Regions from separate parts of the Sus scrofa genome. Here region 1 is linked to region 2. The links are chromatin contacts, called in public Hi-C maps. All regions are on one chromosome and are shown on one strand. The core of a region is the stretch at or near the end of the contact, and the rest is flanking DNA. Distances in the headings are between cores, read along the strand shown.

Evidence for each region. A called contact is a pair of places that touch in the nucleus more often than the background predicts.
Region 1: a Hi-C map of omental adipose tissue shows a contact between it and region 2, with 2.2 times the contacts expected there. The contact joins two enhancer-like sites. A contact is called at or near these places in 3 of 47 Hi-C or Micro-C datasets (alveolar macrophages, embryonic fibroblasts and omental adipose tissue).

Annotation. Positions count from the first base shown.
Region 1 is chr8:137,465,084-137,468,898 of Sscrofa11.1, forward strand. All of the region lies in intron 2 of C8H4orf22, which reads right to left. Among named protein-coding and RNA genes, the nearest start is that of C8H4orf22, 25 kb to the right of the region's middle. Within about 2 kb of position 2,083, at least 2 of the 83 cell types and tissues checked have an H3K27ac peak or open chromatin away from gene starts, as enhancers often do. A contact at or near this core is called in omental adipose tissue, where this site is marked.
Region 2 is chr8:137,265,783-137,270,089 of Sscrofa11.1, forward strand. All of the region lies in intron 3 of C8H4orf22, which reads right to left. Among named protein-coding and RNA genes, the nearest start is that of C8H4orf22, 220 kb to the right of the region's middle. Within about 2 kb of position 2,254, at least 1 of the 83 cell types and tissues checked has an H3K27ac peak or open chromatin away from gene starts, as enhancers often do. A contact at or near this core is called in omental adipose tissue, where this site is marked.

The DNA.
Region 1 (3,815 bases), core at 833-3,332, 200 kb after region 2:
GTCAAGGAACTACAACTGGAACTCTCATACATTGCTAGTGAGAAGGTAAAATGATTTAGACACTTTGGAAAATCATTTGAAATTTTCTTTCTTTTTTTTTTTTCCGTCTTTTTGCCTTTTCTAGGGCCGCTCCTGCGGCATATGGAGGTTCCCAGGCCAGGGGTCCAATCGGAGCCACAGCCGCCAGCCTACACCAGAGCCACAGCAACTCGGGATCCGAGCCGCGTCTGCAACCTACACCACAGCTCACGGCAACGCCGGATCGTTAACCCACTGAGCGAGGCCAGGGATCGAACCCTCAACCTCATGGTTCCCAGTCGGATTCGTTAACCACTGTGCCACGACGGGAACTCCTGAAATTTTCTAATAAACATATGCCTACCATGTGAATCAGCGATCCTATCTTGGGTATTTACCTAAGATAAATGGAAATATACGTCTTTACAAAGGCCTATTTGCGAATATTTATAGCAAGTTTATCAGAGAGGCCTAAAACTCAAAACAACCATCATCAACTGGAGAAAGCATAGATACACAAATTGCTGTCCACTCATCTGTAAAATGGAATATTACTCAGCAATAAACAAGGACAAGCTTGCATGCAACCATATGGTCTCAAAGGCCTCATAATTTATGAAGAAAAAAATGGCTGCATACTTTACCATCCATCTAAATGCCATTTTGGAAAAGGTAAAACTCTATGTACAGAAATCAGGGGCGTGGTTGTCGGGGCTGAGAGAAAAGCCTAAATACAAAGAGGCGTGGGGAACTGTGGGTGGTAATAGAAGTGTGCTTATCCTGATCGTGGTGGGGGTCACACTACCGGGTACGTTTGTCGTAACTCATCAAATTAAACACTTGTAAAACATCAATAAATTTTACTTTCAAAAACGAATTATAAAAGTATAACAAAAAAGGACTTGCTGCCTGGCTTCAAGGCATATGGTCAGCAGGCAGCTTCTAGTTAACTGCCTTGCTCAGCCCCAGCAGCCGAGCAGATGTCATGTTCTCCTTGGGGTGTCCCCCACAAATCACTGAGCAAGACAATGGTTCAAAGACCTACTATTTCCACCAAATATAGGACCCTTCCAACAGGTGGTGGTTGCTTTGTGATCTTCACCGGCCCGGCAGAGACTTTGCCAAGAGGGCACGAAGGTCTGACAGCTCCGCCTACCCAGTCTTGCTTCCACCCTTTTCCTTTATGTGTAACCTTTTGAATTCTTAAGTCACCTCTGTGCCTGCTTCCCAGAAAGGTTAGTCTGTGACAGACTGTACCTGGAGTAGCTTGAGAAACAGGTGCTGAGATGGAGTTTAGGAACTGGGGTCTCAGCGGAAGCCCTCTGGTAATGAGGTTCAAGACCGTGGAGGCAGGTGGTACGCAGACAACCCACAAGGTGGGCGTCCAGTTGGTGAAATGTTCTCGTGCGATAAGCTGGGGTGCTAGCAGTCAGAGTGGCACGCCCTAGCCAAGGGGATGATTCGGGCTTTGGGAGTGTACGGGGAATGATAAACGCAAGAACAAGGGAATCAGGTAATTATTGTTCAATTGCATCGCTGCCCTATGGATTAATAATGCAAAGCTAAGAGCGATGAGCCAATAACTGCCACAAAGCACGAGAGCCAGAGCAGTGCTCGTCCCGTGCAGCGGGAGGGCAGAAGATGAAGATGGAGCACAGACCGGGCAGGCGCAGCGGCTGAAGTCCAGAGGCAGGTGGACGGCCAACAGGCGTGGGTCGGCTCCCCCGAAACCAGAGCCCTGGTGAGGAAACCCTGGATCCTGGCCCACAGGATGGAGACACGTGAGCAGATGCTCTCGAAGATTCCGACCTCCCCAGCCCCTGGACCTCCTGACCCTGCTGAGGAGGCAGCCCATTCCCCTCCATTAGGATCTCACGAACTCCCACCACCAGCAGCAGCAACGTGAGACGAAACGTAAGACAACATGTGCCCGCTCGGGAGACGCCCCTCTGAACACGGCTGCCACGTGAGCACTGTGCCCGGCGACCGGGAGGCAGAAAGGAGGGACACCATCTGGTGAAGAGTGACTGCTGCTGAACAGCAAAAGAAACAGGACTGCTGCTGAGCCAAAGGCAGAGGAGTTCCCGCGGCCCAGCAGACACCAACCCGCCTAGTATCTGTGAGAACGTGGGTCCCGTCCCTGGCCCTGCGCAGTGGCTTAAGGATCTGGCGCTGCCTTGAGCTGTGGGGTAGGTCACAGATACGGCTCAGATCTGGCGTTGCTGTGGCTGTAGTGGAGGCCGGCAGCTGTAGCTCTGGTTTGACCCCTGGCCCGGGAACTTCCATACGCCAAGGGTGCAGCCCTAAAAACCAAAAAAAAAAAAAAAGAGAGAGGGAGAGAGAGAGGAAGAGGAGACAGACAGAGGGAGGGAAGGGACTCGTCCAGCTTTTTAAATTTAGTCCCAGATGTACCAGATGATAAAAGGACATAAGAAAACCTCCTAAATCATCTTTTGGTTTCGGCAAAGAAGACCCCAGGGATCCCTATATCTTCAGCATCTGAGGCTCCTGTCCAGCTCCCGGTACAGAAACTCTCAACGGCTCATCACAAAGTCTCTCAAGGAGACGGCAATAGCCAAGCAGCACAAATACCAGCTCCACCAAGGGTACCGCTTACTCCATCTATGTCTCAGATGCTGTGTTTCAGTAAATAAGGTCACTATGTCAATAGCAGTTTTAAGAAGAGCTAATTCATCTCTTCAAAAGATAGGCTGACTCAGAGTTCCCGTCGTGGCCCAGTGGTTAATGAATCCGACCAGGAACCATGAGGTTGTGGGTTCAATCCCCGGCCTTGCTGATGGGTTAAGGATCCGCTGTTGCTGTGAGCTGTGGTGTAGGACGCAGACACGGCTTGGATCCCAAGTGGCTGTGGCTCTGGTGTAGGCCGGCGGCTACAGCTCCGATTAGACCCCTGGCCTGGGAACCTTCATATGCTGTGGGAGCAGCCCTAGAAAAGGCAAAAAGACAAAGAAAAAAAAAATAAGCCGAGTCAAGTAAGGAGGCAGATGCTCTTAAAAGCTCCTTCAGAAGAGGGTTCAGCCCCAGTGATGGATCAGTTAGAATTATTAACCGGCCCTAAGCGCCCAGCGTTTCACCTTTGTGCCAGGGTTTCTCTCTCCACCACCGTGGGCATCGACGGAACTCCTCCTGGAAAATGAGACTCTCCAGGACTGAGGGTGGGCGCTCCCTGAGGACACGCAGCCAATCTCATCCCTTCTGTCCAAGCTTTGCAGTCTCTGCCTTGCGGCCACCAAACCCAGCTGGCGTGAATCTCAGTGGAAGGGGGACGAGAGCCGACGTCTGCGTGACAGCGAGGCCGAGCCGGCTTTGCAGCGGAGCTTGAAGCCGCGGGGGAAGGCAGAGCCCCCGCCGCCGCCAGGGGGGTAAGAGTGAGCAAAGGCCTCTAGTTGGCCCAGCTTGTGGCGGGCGGGGAGTCTCGCCAAGGGAGTCGGGGCACATCAAGATAAAGGGCGAGAGAAGGACGAGCCGGGAAGAAACCGCGGCAAAGGGACGTGCCCACCTCCACACCCTTGTTCGCGGACCGACCCCCGCTCACCCTTTCGAAGATCACCCGGCAGCCGCGCCTCCGGACGCGCTTCCCCTGCCCTTCAACCCCTCAAATCGTGACTTCGCACCACTGCAGGACGCGGCCACAGCCCCACTGCGGCATCTGCTACCGCCTGTTGTAACCGCCCTTTTTTTGGCCTCCTGGCTTCTAGGGCCGCACCCGCAGCACACGGAGGTTCCCGGCTAGGGGTCTAATCGGAGCTGCAGCCACCGGCCTCCACCACAGCCAC
Region 2 (4,307 bases), core at 1,004-3,503:
ACAACACTTGTGAATGGTACAAAGTTTAAGATGGTTCATTTTTTTTTTTTCCAGCCGCATCCGTGGCATGTGGAAGTTCCTAGGCCAGGGATGGAACCCATGCCATGGCTGTAACCAGAGCCACAGCAGAAACAATGCCAGGTCTTTAACCCACTGAGTCGCAAGGGAACTCCCAAGATGGTTCATTTTTAATGTGAATGTCTCATCCCTCATAGTTTTTTATACAAATATTTTATATGTATACATAGATGGAGAGTTATATAATTATAATATAGTAGATTTAAAAAGAAAGTTCAGCTAGGAAACATTTTACAAATGTCTCCACTACAGCACACTCTATTCTAAAATAAAAATAAGCAAAACCACCTCATAGAATCTTCATGCTGCTGCATTACATGAGCTTCGGGTCCAATGCAACTTCCAAGCTGCCCCCACTGTGAGGGTTCATGATTGAAATTACATTTCTGGTCCCACAGCATTAGGAATGGAAAGCAGGTATTTCACCTTTACAGTGATATCTTCTCAGTTCTCTTAAACGGAAAAGCAAATTCTCCAAACCACCCTTTTAATTCTGGACCCATGCCCTTCCACACTGATAGCTCTCACTCTGCAGTCAGAAATCAAGCTACGGCCAATGCCTCTGGCTTTCTGAAAAATAACCCAACGTTTCCCGATTCTAAAGCCGGAAAATATTGCGATTCTTTTCTTTCCATTTATTTAGTTAGTAAAGTGTAGTTGATTTACATGTTGTGCCGATTTCTGCTGTCAGCATAGCGCCTCAGTCATACATACGTGCACGTGTAAACATCTATATGTCCACACGCATACATATATGTGTGACACATACATACATTCTTTACTCATATTACCTTTCATCGTGTGCTATCCTAAGAGACTGGATATAGTTCCTGTGCTGTACAGGGAACTACATCCCTCACATCTGCCTGCATCTGTGAGTTTTTTCTTTCTTACCACTGATTTTTAGCTGTTTTTTCATGGCTTACATCTGGGAGGGTTTTTCTTTCTTACCATTGATTTGCAACTGTTTCTCCCCCATTTACAGCTCCAACCCCTGGCAGCATCACCCTTCTCTCGGCTCTCTCCCCCCTCCCTCCTCCACTCCTGCCCTTCCTCACTTTCTCTCTGTCTCTGAGTGTGTGTGTCTATTTCCATCTCTGTGCCACTATTTCTCTCCCCCACTTTTGTTTTTTTTGTTTTGCTTTCATCAAATGCCGAGCATCTCGACATCCTCACGCAGAGAGAACACAGCGACGGGCAAGACAGGCACGGTCTTCATCCTATGGTGCCTCTTGCTTGTCTAAGGAGACGGACATTGGAAAAAGATGGAAAACTACACAGGGTTGAAAAGTGTGCAAATGCAAAGATAGAAAGCACAGTGGAGAACCGGTGGGTAAAGGCAATCCTAACCCTGCCTGAAAGGTCCCCCTCCTCCTTCCCTTAGGGAAAGGAAACTGTCCCCAAGAGACAAGCCCCGCTGACTTCCCTCCTTCCCTCCCTCCCTCCCACAAACATTTCTGAATGCACACTACGTTGCCAACACAGGACACATCAAAGAACCATTATCAAAAGTATTTCACAATCAGTACCGCAATTTAAATGCACAAATACCCTGCTAGAAATTTATTTTCCAGAAACTCTCAGATAAGAGAGGGGTGTTCGCTAGTTTTGTAACAATACAGTGCAAAAAGGAAAAATTAAATGCTTTTCAATTAGGGTATAGATTTAAATATCACAGCAAAAACATGCAATGAAATATTATACAGTTTTTACAAAGACTGGAGTAGATCTACTTAGCCTAATAGCACAAGCTAATTCAGATACAGCGCCACATGGAAAGAGCAAGCTGCAGACGAGTAAAAGTATGTATGGAAGCAGATTTCTAAATCTCCATCTGTAATTCAATTTACCGGTTATTTATATTTCTATGTATGTCTATAACCAAGTGCCTTTCACTATAATGATGGCTATACATCTCTGTATAGTCAGAGAATATTTCTGGAAAGATATACAAGATACTGTTAGTTGCGAAAGGGACAGTGAGATTGGAAAATGGGACTCTCACTTTTAAATGTATACCTATTAATAAAGACTTACTGGGAGTTCCCATTGTGGCTCAGCGGAATGAATCTGACTTGTATCCATGAGGATGTGGGTTTGCTCCCTGGCCTCGCTCAGTAGGTCAGGGATCCAGCATTGCCATGAGCCGTGGTGTAGGTCACAGGGCCAGCTGGGATCCCTCGCTGCTGCGTCTGTGGCGAAGGCCTGCAAGCTGCAGTTCTCATTCAGCTCCCAGCCTGAGAACTTCCATATGCCGTGGGCGCAAACCTAAAAAGCAAAAAAACCCAAAAACCTAAATAAGGTTTCTTTATCGTTTTTTAATTTATCCATTAGGTAGAATAACTGGGAGCTTCACCGACTATTCTACCAACAAATGGAATGGTCCCTCTTGGGATTACAAGAGAAAGGCCACTTGGCTCCCATCGCCCTAAGAGGACTGGGTGGACTGGCCAAAGCGTCCTTGCTGGAAACAAGGATGCGCCCGTGAAACACACACCAACGCGGTGTGACTAACTTGTGTTCAAGTGCTCAGTGTAATCAGATTTGGAAAAGAGCCACTCAAAACGGGAGGTAACAATAGGTGCACCTGGGTAAGAGGTGGGCAGATGTCTGCATTATTCCTGAGTCTTTTCTTCAGCTTAATATTATTTCTTTTTAAAAAAGATTCAAAAACACAGAAAGCTGGCATAATGAAATGGTATCAAGTAGGTGACAAAACAAGCTGGTTTTTATTTTCTATAAAAAAATAAACACGTCCTCTTTTCACTTCATCTGAAAGTTATTTTTAGAGCCAGAATGAAGTACCACAAGGAAAAAGCTCATTCTTGAAGCAAACACATTCCTGACGTTCGTTGCTATTTCTTCTATTTAAAAGGTAGTAAATCAGTGAGAGTATTTCCGGATGTCATTTCCTCTTTGGCTCTAGAATCTGGCTTTTAGTTTTCCCGTCATATCTAGAGCTGGATGCATTACTGCAACTTTTTTATGTTTAAGGAAAATGATTATTATAAAAACACTTTAGGGAAATCATTTTGATATTTTTCTTCTCCCATTAGGACACTTTTTACCTTTGGAAAAAAAAAAGGCACAGACCTGCGCATTAAGCATTTGGTTGGAAAGTAAGCACTGCTCAAGAGAAAACGTATTTGCACGCAAGTATCTCCTCAACGACAATCAACTCTCACTCTCCCAAATACGAAGAAATTATCTCGACAGGACCCCAAGCAGAATTACAAATAACAATTTCTCTTTTAACTGAGAGATGAAATTTTCATAACTCAGCCATGGAAAATGGAACTTTTCCAATTTTTCTCTGTAACTGAACTGAACTTACCTTATGAGTCCCCATTTCAACTGGTGGCAAAATACGTGATCTTGCCAGCATAAAATAAACTCGGTTTGGGCTCTTTTTTTTTTTGAGCTGAAACACCCTTTGTTTAAGAAAAATATTCTGATGGCTCAGAATTCTCCCGCTTCCCATTTTCCTTTTGATCACCTAGGGTTAAGGTTTTCCTTCTGTACCACACCAGCCTCAGGGGCCAGGTCTCCAATCTACCCAGCCCGCCTTTCTGATGTGATGTGCAATTCATACTTTTGCACAGTGCATAACTTGGCTCTTGATTGCTGTCCCTGCATTCACGTTGAAACAGGGGTGTCCCTCTTTACTCTCCAGTTGCTAGTCGTGGGCACACACCGCCACCACCTCACAGTGTAAACAGAACATGCACGTTATCGAGAGAAAACGGGTAAGCAGAGAAGCAGCAGAACACACAGCATCCCCTGCTCCCAACCCCCATCACCCAGTGCTCCTATCTATGTGTACGTGGCCAATGTCCCAGCAGAGGGGACACTCGAGTCAGTTACACCCCACACACCTGTAAGGCTAAGGGTCAGGGAATCTGTGTGATCCCTGTCAGCAGACACCTCCTTGTCAGGTGACAGCCCTGTCAGAAAGGCCATCTGGGCTCCCAGGACTCTTCTCGCGCAGAACCAACTCACACCTGCTGAGCCGGCTCTCTGCTAAGCAACTGGGAGAGGAAACGAGATTGGCTGCCAGGGACACTGGATTTGTCTCTCATCAGCATAAATCTAATGGTTGATCTTTTCTATATTTAAATTTTTATCTTGGAATTCTCTGGCATAAGGCAAAGATCTGATATTTGGTCTCCTTAAATAGTAGTTTTCATAATTTACCAATTAGTTCTCTAGAGCTTCAGAACAAAATATCA